2 separate regions of the Rattus norvegicus genome follow, and region 2 is linked to region 1. The links are chromatin contacts, called in public Hi-C maps. All regions are on one chromosome and are shown on one strand. The core of a region is the stretch at or near the end of the contact, and the rest is flanking DNA. Distances in the headings are between cores, read along the strand shown.

Region 1 (6,108 bases), core at 2,988-5,487:
GGGTGACAAGAGGTGTATGTGAGGGGGGTGATAAATAGATTTTGAACTTCATGGAAAATGAACATTGTTTTCACCTCAAAAGATTAAGAAGATTAAGAGGCAAGGCAAGACTGAGAGGAAAGCTCTTCAGCACACACGACTGCAAGACTTGGATCCAGGCCGAAGAACTCCAAATCAATCACATTACAAGACAGGCCGTGGACACCATACAGCAAGCCAAGAAGACAAAAGACACTTGGCATCTCCTGTCAACACAGAGGTACCCATTAAAGCTGAGGCAAGCATCGTTAGGATGATAGTCACATTGATGAGAGCCTGCATGCAGCAGCTGCTTGGGAGAACTCTTTGTAGCTTCAGTCAAACATAGATAAAGGCAGGTTTATTAGGAGGCAGCTCTCTGTGGGTTCTCTGATCTCACAGGTAGAGGTGAAGTCACACATCCAGGCTAAAGCAAGGGGGTTTTATAGAGCTTAGGTGAGGACTAATAACTTATCAGCTAGGAGCTGGGATTGTGCCCATATGTGGTCAAAAACTGAGACCCTGGGTGGGCACTCTAGGGTGGATTGCTCGAAACTTGGAGATGAGGAGGGATGGCCTGTTAGCCTGGAGTTTTCTTTGTGAGGGAGGGGTTGGGGGTAAGGGAAGAAACTCAGGGGCAAGCAGGGGTTCCAGCCTAACACGTAGCACACACAAAGCCTCATGTTCAACTCCTATCTCCCCAAACCAAAGGTCCCCCAAAACCCAACATACATCCTCCCTATGATCTAACGATTCCCCCCTTCTCCCAAGGAGACAGAGAAATCTGCATCCACTCAAAGGCTTGTTCTGGAATTTACAAGGCAGAGCAAACTGGAAACATTCCCAAATGGGAAACAAAATGTCCAGTAATCAGGAAGTGAGTTACCAATAGCATGGTGCTCGGAGCAGTAGGACACCATTTAGTAACAAAGTAACAGATGGCAACGATAAACAACAGCATCACTGGGCACCAGAGAAGCCTAAGGTGGAGAGCTAGACAGGGTGGGGCATCCGCATAGAGGCCTGAGCTGTGAGGACAGAGCAGAGGAAGGTTTGATTGCAAAGATGTAATAGAGTTTGGAGTTGATATACAGGAGAGTGATAATCCAAGGAACATGCAGGACCTCTGTGTTTATCTTGCATGGAGGATACATAAATCAAAGAGAGAAAATGGGGAAGTGCTTGACTCCTTTTCTTTTTCGTCTTGTCTTCAGCTTGGGCCACTTTTCTCCTGTGGAAGGCAGGAGCCCTTTCAGCGGTGGACAGGCAGCACAGCTGTGGGCTGCCAGCCTCTCATGAGCTCTTGGGTAGCATGATTCACAGATAGACTTTAGGAGAAGAACTGCAGCAAGGTACACGAACTGTGACATACAGGCTAGGCCAGTCCTTCACATACCAGATATGAGGCTGTTGCTCACACCCAAAGAGCCGGGTGAGCATGGACCAGCAAATAGCTCAATAGGTTCTGCTTCTCCTGTCATGCACTCATCACCCCCATTCTTCTAGGATGCAAATTTGTTGCAGAAAAAAATGTTTAATGTGTACAAAAGTGTATGAAGGAAATGAACCAATATGACTTCAATTGTCATCCCTGGGTTCCTGCTCCTTGCTAGTATACCTTCTTCAGAATTGTGATTATAGTGTATATTCCATGTCGACATATTTATAATTAATACATACCAAAAAGGATATATGCAATGAGTATTGTTTTGCAGTGCAAGGCTTAAGTACTGCATGGCAATTCCGTCTTATGAAGGTACCACCATTTACGAAAACGGGGGTGTGTTATTGGAAAATCTCTCCACACTTTGTAAGATCTTGAGCATTTGTGCTGGTAGGTATTTTCCCAACGTCTCCCAAGCGTGGAGATGCCTTTCAGGGTGACCCGAGAGAGGGACAGCCTGGCGGCTTCCAAGGAAAGCGTAGCTAGGAGAACCCAAGGAGAATTGGCATCAAAACTTGGGAACCAAACAGCTACCAGCAGTCGCTGTGGTCCCTTCATTCACTGGCAGACAGTGTCTTAGACAGAGGAGACTTTCCTGGCAGGACATTTTATTTTGAAAAATCTATTCAAACAATCGATTTTTTTAGGGGCTAGGTTGATGGCTCAGTCAGTAAAGTACTTGCTGTGCTCGAATGAGGCCCTGAGTTTAGATTCCCAGTATCCATGTAAAAGCCAGGCATGGCTATGTGGGGTGTGTGTGTGTGTGTGTGTGTGTGTGTGTGTGTGTGTGACCCAAAAGCTGGCTGTGGGGCATAGGGAATGGAGACAGCTAGAGCTCACTGGCTAGCCATCCTAGTTTCCTTGGTAAAATCCAGGTTCAGTGAGAGACTCTATCTCAAACAATAAGGTATACAGTGACTAACCATTTTAACCTCTGGACCGTACACATGCATGCACACATAGGCACATGCAAACATACATGAACATGTATATATATATCACCTCTACACACACAAACATAATTATACCTTGTGAGATGACGCTGCTGATTAGTAACGCAAACTATAGTGTTGCTGCTCTGACTTAATGGCGTCTGCTGTTCTGGTCAGCGTGGCAGGATAGGTGTTCTGCTGACCAGAGGGGCTTGAAACAAAGCAAGGCAGGCAGACTTGCTGGCATGGTATATCGTACAGAAGGTAGCAGTCTCCTTAATCTTTGCAATGAATCCATCTCGCCCCAGATGAATATCTGGCCAAAGCAGTGCAGATATTGTGGGTACCACTCCGAGGCACTGCATTCCACCTTGTCCTCTTTACTGATATAGAATGGGTTGCTGGGAGGACCATGGGGTCCATGTAACAGCTGTGGTATCTGTTCAGGCAGAACCCACAATTCCCTTTTCAATTCAAGTTACAAATGACCTTTCTTGGCGTGGCTGTGGGGAGCTTTTACATCCTTGCCTCCCCAGACTATGCTGGCAACAGTCTTTCTTGGTTTGAGTAGTGGCTTTGGGCCACCCACACCACTCAATCCCTAGAGAAGTATGAGGGCCTCTTCAGGTCGCCCATCTTTTCAGAGGAATAGTAGGGGAAGAATATTTGCTCAGTTTAAAACACAGATTCTCAGGGGCTAGAAAGATGGTTGATGGTGGGGCTCAGCGGTTGAGAGCACTGACTGCTCTTCTTCCAGAGGTCCTGAGATCAGGTCCCAGCCACCATGGCATGGCTCACAACCATCTGTAATGGGATCCAATACCCTTTTGTGTGTCTGAAGACAGTGACAATGTACTGATATACATAAATAATTAAGTCTTAAAACAAACACAACCCATGGACCCTCCATCTGTGCAGCAGCAAGCGTTGGTGGAGAAGGTCCTTAGCATAGCTGCCAGCTCAGCTCTGACCTCCATCTGTGTCTGGTACCCAGCACGGGGACAATCTAGCTTCCCCAGTGAGACCCCAAGCCAGGGTTCAAGGAGCCCACCTCACTTTGTCTCCTATGTGCTTGGTGCATTGGACTTTCTCCAGGATGGGCTCTTTTAGCCAAGAAGCATGGACTTCCAGTTGCCTTCTGGGCAGACGTGGAGGACGGCACATTCACGTCTAACATCAGAGGGGAGATGAGTAACCAGATGACACCTGAGCAGGAGAAAGCCTGCTTTGCCTGCTGCAGGCAGGCCTTTGCTTTGTAGGCAGTTCCAGGGCTCTGTAGGACTGAGAGCAGGGTCTGCCCAGGAGGGGCTCGTAGACATGAGATCAGAGCAGCCAGGGGTCAACCAGGAGGGCTCTGAGGAGTTTTTCACGGTACTTTTTTGTCTCTTCAGACCCTGACATCATGGCTGGGCTGGATGCCAGCAGAAGGTGTAAACTGCTGTCTCACTCTTTTGGAATCCCAAGGAATTTACAGAAACTCTCTGGGGTTCTCTTACATGTGAAATGAGGACGTCCTGTTCACTAGCTTCACGGGTATATGTGTTGGACAGAGGGCCCTGGAGCAACCTCTAGGAGCTCCATCTCTGCATGCTGTGTCCTGAGGGGAGTTGGACGGCTCCAGACACCTCAAGGTTCAGTGTAGCTCAGGTCTCCGCCAACGCCATTGGATCTTCCACAGCCTTTCGGTGTTGGGCTCTATGGAGACTGCCTCTAGGTCTAAGGCCCCAGGCACTGGGTCACACCCTTGGCATTCACTCAGCTTTCATCCAAGTGGATTGGAGCTGCCGCTGTGAACCATAGAAGAGGGCGGAGCCAGCAGGCTCCACATTTTGCAAGCTCACTGGGGAGTAGCTTTGAAAGCACTGTAATTTAACCCAGATCACAAGGGCATTGCAAGTTCAGGGCACCATCCTGGGCACTGAAAGGCCTGTTTTTGTTGTGGCTAATGGGTATGGCTGTGAGTAGGGACTTAAATAGCCTTTTCCCTCCAGGATAATGGCCAGACACTGTCAGGAAGTTGCACAATGTCAAATCTGAGTCCAGGACACAGTAGAGTTCAAAAAGATAGAGTGGAGTAGGTTGAATGTCAGCCTCTTTGGATGAATTTAGGCCTTTGTCTAAAATGAGCTGTTTGGCCAGAAAGCCCACACTTGTGCAAACACCGAGAGAGAGGCCGAGTCCACTGTGGAGCATGGAAAATTCTTGTATCAATTCCTCGTCGTATTCTTTGAAAAATGCCTTACTTCAGAGGAAGAGGATCAAACAGTGGGGCTGGATATGGGTCAGAGGTTTAAGGAAGGCTTGTGTGTCCACACAGGATTTCCTTCCTTGCTCAGGGAATGCAACGGGAATCCCCGCCCTGAGCTGTGTTTGCTCAACAGCCTGGGGACAGTTTCCAAGCCGGAGTTCCCCACACAGGTGGACAAATGTGGGAGCAGCTCCTAGAACGAATGACAAGGTAACCAGGGTGAGACAGAATGGTCTGCCCAGGAGGAAGGACTGTGGGATTGAGCAGGTAGAGGGGCTGACAGGCAAGCGAATGAGGTAAAGTTGAACTCATGAGTTCGTGTGCTGGGTTGTAAAACTGGTGAGCTGTTTCTTTCAGACACACCGTGCCACGGGAGAGCCACTGAGGAAAGCTGTGTGTCCTGTCCTGCCTCTCTTCCACTTTGGCTTTGTCCCCTTGTTCTACATGGCAGAGAGTCAACACAGCCCCCCTGGGACAGTCTCTACAGTGGTCTTTCTGGGTATTGCCTGTCCGATCTCTAGTAGGGAAGAGGAATGACAGGCCACATGAAGGACGGCTCAGCCGAGACAGAGGAAGGACTTCTCTACACGGAGAGAGGGTTGAGACACAGCTACACTCAGACACAAATGCCCCTCAGTTTCCCAGTCTCTAAAATACACTCAGACTTCATATTTAATTGGATATGATTTGAGACAATATACTTCTGTTCCTGTGTCTGTCACAAAATAGTCCCCAGTAAATGGCAGCTATCACTAAATATGTTTTTAATTATACTTACTCATCCAGCAAATTACATGCACTCGTGTATGTGTGCCATGACGTGTATGACGTCAGAGGGCAACCTGTGGGAGTCCATTCTCTCTTTCCACGACCAAGGGATTGAGCTCAGGCTGTTAAGCTTGGCAGCATATGCCTAGAGCCAATAAGCCATCTCTTGGGCTGTGCTCTTTTAAAATGACTTCGTTCTCTTGGAGCACTTTTAGTCTCCCAAAGAAACTTGAGAGGAGGATGTAGAAATTTCCCATGGACCTACTCCTTCAGGCAAAGCCAAGACATTTCCCAAACGTCCCAGTTGTAGCGGCGAGTTTTTGCTATAACATTTTATGTTCCTGGTGGGTGGAGCTTTCCGCTGCCCACCCCAGGGAATCTTTGAATTCTAGAATGAAACACACACACACACACACACACACACACACACACACACACACACACAACCTTGTTTATTTTTCTTTTGGTTCTTTTTTTCGGAGCTGGGGACCGAACCCAGGGCCTTGCGCTTCCTAGGCAAGCACCCTACCACTGAGCTAAATCCCCAGCCCCCCCTTGTTTATTTTTGAAATACCTTTGCTATCTCAAAGGTTAGGCACTCATAAACCTTCCCTGTGCCCCACCACAAGTCCAGTTGGGAAAGTGGCCGGTGGCTACCCCGTTGGATTCTCACATGGCTGGTTGGCTTTTTCTCCTGC
Region 2 (5,877 bases), core at 2,777-5,276, 64 kb before region 1:
ATTTACAAAGTGATTTCCAGGACAGCCAAGGCTGTTAAACAGAGAAACTCTGTCACGAGAAAAAAAACAAAAAAAAAAAAAAACAAACAAACAAAAAAAAAGAAATAAAAAACAAAAAAAGAAATAAAAAGGAAGGAAGAAAGGAAGGAAGGAAGGGAACAGGATGCCTATGAAAATTAAATCTCACCAATAACTACCACCTGTTTCATCTACGGTCACAGAAAGATTTTCATCAGGACCAATACTTAAACTACAACTGTTACCTTCAAAGTTTTCAAATATAATAAGGTTGCATGACACAGCATCATTACACCCTAAGTGTCAGTCTGGAAAAAGGATGTAGTTAAAATAAGCTATGCAGTTACCACCTCTTCTCCTGAACACTTCCTAGTCCACCTCTTAGTCCTAGTCCACCTAGTCCTCCACGTTGTTTTTTGCACACATCTTTTATAATATCATCACATGACTTCTCAAGATTAACCAAGAAATTAGAATGAATCATGTTCACCTATAATAAAACACATGTGGGTGTATACACAGATTCTGGGTTATTTCTCCCCAGAGGCAAAAAGGCAACAATGAATTAAATAATGAATGACTGAAAAGTACCTCATAAAACTAACGTCAATAACGTAGCAAAGTTTATCAGCATAACCTTTACAGAAGTACGAACAACTTTCAATGAACTTGTATAAGTTCTTTGCCAGGAAGAAAGACATACACAAAGTAAACTATATTCAATATTTCTTTATGCTTACTAAGTACCAATTGTGAGAGACAGCAATTTTGCCAGAATAAATCTTAAATTTCTTGCATTTGTGTAATGAGAGGGAGAAAAAACAGTGATTCTGATGACAAGTCTTGGTAAGACCTATGGATGAGCAGAGAAGCCTTCTTCTTAAATGTACTAGGAAATTTAAAAGCTTCGAAGGGGCACTCTCCCATTAAAAATCATCAGAAATCCCTGATTTCGTTATAAATCCTCAGAAATCCTAATTTCATTATAAATCATCAGAAATCCCTAATTTTAAAAGGAAAAGAGAGTCCCATAACGCTTTGAAAAAATGTGTATTAGTTTCTATAGTGGCAAAGGTATTGATTCAGCTTAACATCAATCTCCCAGTCATAAAATGTTCACACTGAGTTTGGATCATTAACTTTCATTTTTAAGAAGTACACAAGACCCAAGTAAAGGGCTGACTGAAAATTGCTCAACAACAACTTGCTGGTTCACAGAACGTGCTCCCTTTACACAGAAATGTGAACATACAAGAAAGTGCAACCTTAACCAGGATGAGGACTAAACATACTCTACTTTTCTTTAAGGGTAAATCTAATCCATGTTTATCATCTTGCTCAATATAGAAAGCAAAGAATTATCAGTGGTTATCACAGCTGCCAGACACAACCAAGTCACAGGTGACTAGTGGAGTTTAAAATGTGGCAATTGACACTGAACACTGTACCAAAATAAAACACTCATCACACTCTTACAAACATGCATAGAAGACTTCCCAATTAAACAAATACAAGGCTTCAATCTTCGACAGATCAACTTCTGCAGTGAATCTTTTCAATGGTTAGTGAACATCTACAGGGGTTGGTGTAATTCGTATCCTCTTGTAGAAAACTGCTTGACTTTTAACAGCCGAATGGAATAAAAAACAAACAGAGGGTGGTAAAACTGTTCAGATTCAGCTTGGATAAAGCAGGCTGCAGCCACTGGCCTTACACTACTGCTTTGGAGAACTCAGAACTCGGCTTACTTTTATGATGCAGTGTGCTAATAAACTTAGCTTCAAACTGAAGAACAGAATAATTTTAATAGTACCCAAAGATTCTCTAAAATACAAAATAGAAAATGTGAGCTAGTCATTACATCATAAAAAGACATTTTGAAAACAAATTAATTTCATCATGAAAGGCTTTCAATCACAAGTTGTTTCTAAAAATAGCAATGTTCAGATGTAAGGGAGGATAATCTAGCATGAAAAAGGCAATTTCACCTTTAATTTTTTTCATTGTCTACACAACTCTTTACCTGCAGAAAACTGCGGGAAGGGGGAAGCATCCCCCAAAACATGCAACTTTAATAACTGTTCACCTCTCCAAAGTGATAGATAAAAAGTTCCAAATAGATGCTTATAAAATAAAATCCATTCAAATCTAAAATATTTAATTTATAATGTTTTAAAGTTAACACCTCACTTTAAGACTAAAACACTAGGCTGAATGTTACTTCTCAACAGAGACAAAAACTCGGGGGGGGGGGGGGCGACAGGAGAATTCACCTGACTAGCAATAGTTTACTTCCAAAGTTTATCCTACCATTAAAAAAAAAAAAATCAAGCTAATTATTTTGAAAGACAAGATAATGCTGAGACTTTAAATTGGTTGACAGCTCCTTTCTAAAGAATCGCTTGTAAGGCTTTGAATGAACACTAACTACACAGTAAATTTGCTTACTAAAATACAACTCGTAAAATCGTTACAGAAGATGAATTATGAATCAGGAGTAACTTAACACCGGTGTTCAAATTGGCAACGAGAACCTAATAATTTACCTTAGCTTGTCAAATAGGGCTCGAGAGAAAGGGTTCTAACTAGGTCAAGTATGCTCACAAGAAGGTGAGAGGAAAGGAGAGGGAAACCTGCCTTCCTCCACAGGCAAAATTAAGTCAAAAGGGTCATGCATGAGAGTCAATTCGAAGAGATAGCTCAGATCTACCAAGAGTGTGTTCGCAGCTAAGCGCTGGCTGCTGTGCTTTAGTCAGCCCCTCTTACAACAATTCAAAGCCAGAGCTATTTCCAGATCTGGCACAAGTCTAGGGTAAAGTGTGGGGTCGCATGGAGCAAGTCTGCCCAGCCACAACTTAACCAAAGGCCCTTGGGCCCGCTGTCACAGGAGGCTTCCCCGGGGTCCCCGCCAGCCACGCAGCTCCGCCCGCAGTCTCCCGGGTACCAGCCGGCTGGATACTTGCCCTCACCCCACCCACAAGATAGTCCAGAACTCTTCCCGCACTCCCGTTGCGTACTGCCAGAGCACCGGGCTGGAGCAGGGGTTATCGGTCCGCCCGCTGCGCGCCACCGTGCCCCGCCAGGCCCGGATGCACGAGCGCCGTGGAGCGCACGGGGCTCACACCACCGCGGGCACCGGCCGGTCACGTGGCCTCGGAGGGGCCGAGATCCGCGTCCCGACTGTAGGAAGACGCCATCAAAGAAACCGGCCGCGATGAGCGCATCCCGCAGGGGAAGGCCCACGGCCCGCACGGTCCGCGTGGGGGACCGGTGCGTTGCCAGGTGGGGGCCCGGAAGCACAGGTGGGTCGTGCGGGCACAGGTGGGCGGCCAGGTGCAGTCCTGTGGGCGCGAGCGGGGCCTGAGGACACAAGTGCGTGTCCTGAAAAGGGTCCCCGTGACACAGGTGGGGGTCTGAGGACACACGTGGGTGGCCAGGCGGGGTCCGGGGGACACAAGTGCACGTCCAGGTGCGTCTCCGCACGCAGGTGGCCGGCCCGCCCGCTGCAAGGGCTACCAAGTCGCCCTGGACCCCGCCCGAGCGGCGGGGCGCGGCAGGAGGCGACAAGGACGAGCGCCCCTAGGGACCCCGCTGGCCAGCACGGTGGGCGGAGGCCGAGGGGACAGGGCCGCGGGCGAGGGCGGGTCCGCGGGCCGGCAGGCAGGCGGGCGGGGGAGGGGCGGCCGCGGGACCCTACCGCGCTCTGCCTCCCGCGGCCTCCGCGTCGCCGGCCCGCGCGCGCCCCCTCCCCTCACGCCCCGGCGGCGGCGCTCACCTCGGTCGGCTGGCTGATCTCGAACAGGTCCAGCCGGTTGGCGTTCCAGTGGTGAATGATGTCGGCCAGCTTCCGCCGCTCTTCGTCGCGGCCGCCCGCCGACATGATCGCGGCGGCTCCTCTCCGCGACCCGCTGGGCCGGAACACCTCAGGCCGCCTCACCACCACCACCGCCGCCGCCGCAGCCGCCGCGCGTCCTCCGCCAGGCTCGGCCCGCGTCCGGCCCGCGCCGCCTCAGCCCGCCTCAGCCGCGGCCGGTGCGCCGAGCGCCGCCCCCCGCCCTCCCGCCGCCGTGCGCGCCCGCCCGCCGTGCGCGTCCCCGTGAGAGCGCGCTGCGCACCGCCGCGCCGCTAGGTGCTGCCCCGTGGTCGCGCGCGCGTGCGTGCAGGGGGCGCGCCGGGTGTCTGCGGGCAGTACTTGCTCTGTGCCGGCGCTGTGAGTCTAGACTGGAACCGCTTGGTCCTGAGACCGCGTTGGGTCCGCCCTGGGTAGGCTGAGGTGTGACGAACTTGCCAGCGAGCGGCCGGGCGGCACCCTGACGGGCGGGGCGGCCGGGAGCTGCCTAGCCGGGTGGACAGGTGGGCGTGGGCTGCGCGGCCGGCGGAACTGGCCGGCCATCCCGCCGCGGCCCTGACGCCTGGGCTGCGCTGGCTGCTAGGGTCAAGTCCCAGCTGACCTTTCTCCCGAGGAAAGATAAATTATTATGGTTGTGTGTGAGCGTCAGTGCAAATGTTTTCCGAGTCCTCCTCCGGCTCAGGGTGACTTTTGGATCCCCCGCATTCCTCAGCCCCTGGCAGGGAGCGGCGGCGCTCTTTGTGTCTCCGGGGAGCGCACGCCACCTCGGGGGAAACAGCGAACCCGAGTTAGAACGGGGAGAGACATAGCTTCCCCTAGCGTGAGATTTTTAATCTTTTAAAGCGCCCCGGTGAACCTAGAAACCCAAAAATTAACTTGAACAGCAAATGCTCTGGGTTTTACAGACGTTTGTTTCTTTGTCTTTTTTCATTGCCTCTTCCGTGCCAAAAATATCTGTTCGCTGGAGAACACATCCGGAAAGAGCTGTTTTCCCCTGTTCATCCAGGTAAAACTGGTGTTTGGCATGCTCTGTGGCATGCTCTAAGGGAAAGCCTTAGGAGCTAAAAGAGTAATACACTGTATTTAACACGACCTCTTTACTTCTGCTATCTCCCTCTTCCAGTGAGAAGCTATGTTTGTCTCTCTACCAGTTGGATTTCTTCTTTTGTAGGAAAGAAGAGCATCTGTCCCCCAGGCTGGGCTTTGTCTTCCTTTGCTTTGCGACTGCACTAGCACAGCAAGGCTACATAAGGGGGCCTTTCAGCAGAGGAGCCTGGTGTTGAACTCGTGCCATAGGGAATGAATTCTTCTATAGACCCCTCGTCCTCTTCTGCAAGTTAAAGGAGGGGTGATTTGCAAAAAAAAAAAAAAGAAAGAAAAAAAAAAAAAGAAAAGCATATGTGTATGAATGTGTCTTCCTGTCCTAGCATTCTGTTCCTTTGTGCCTTTAAGTTCTTGTGCTTTTGTGTGGACTCCACTGTCAGTGTAGCTCAAGACCCTCACTAGCCTCCACACTCATAGTTCCCCCTTCTAGAGCCCGTGTAAACTGGTTTTCACAGCATGAGCTGTATTCCTGCTGAAGAACTGGCTTTTACAGAATTAGGTTGCCAAGCTAGCAATTAGACAATGAACACCCATGGCACTGTGTTGCTAAAGGGAAAATTCAGTATTGCTAGAAACTGAAAATGGACTCTGCAGTGTTGTTTTTATGGGAAGAAATGTGTATGGAGAGAAGCCGCCATACAGTGCAAGGCTTCAAATCCATGTCAGCTACCATTGGTTTCTGGTTTACTTTAAAAAGCTCCATCTGTATCATCTTGACCAGTGAATCAGTTCCCAAAGTATAAATCATTGTAAGTTATTAGTATATTGATAAAGGCTTAAAAGCAACTCGAAATCTACAGAATACCTGTGATTCTCTCACAACCAGGACTCAAAGAACTATTCTGTGTTCAGCCAAGGAGAGCTTTAGGCTGGCCCATTATTCCAATCCTCATTGTTTGAGACGA

What was found. Hi-C and Micro-C count contacts between places; a contact is called where the count stands out from the background.
Region 2: a Hi-C map of liver shows a contact between it and region 1, with 2.6 times the contacts expected there. The contact joins the promoter of Afdn here to the enhancer-like site in region 1. A contact is called at or near these places in 2 of 12 Hi-C or Micro-C datasets (kidney and liver).

Annotation. Positions count from the first base shown.
Region 1 is chr1:57,975,955-57,982,062 of GRCr8, reverse strand. No RefSeq gene overlaps it. Among named protein-coding and RNA genes, the nearest start is that of Rnu6-395, 36 kb to the right of the region's middle. Within about 2 kb of position 4,237, at least 41 of the 93 cell types and tissues checked have an H3K27ac peak or open chromatin away from gene starts, as enhancers often do. A contact at or near this core is called in liver, where this site is marked.
Region 2 is chr1:58,039,790-58,045,666 of GRCr8, reverse strand. Afdn (afadin, adherens junction formation factor) reads right to left here and starts at 4,026. Exons shown (of 34, transcript NM_013217.3): 1 at 3,794-4,026. The coding sequence starts at 3,898. LOC120100106 (a long non-coding RNA gene) reads left to right here and starts at 161. Exons shown (of 5, transcript XR_005499870.2): 1 at 161-3,320.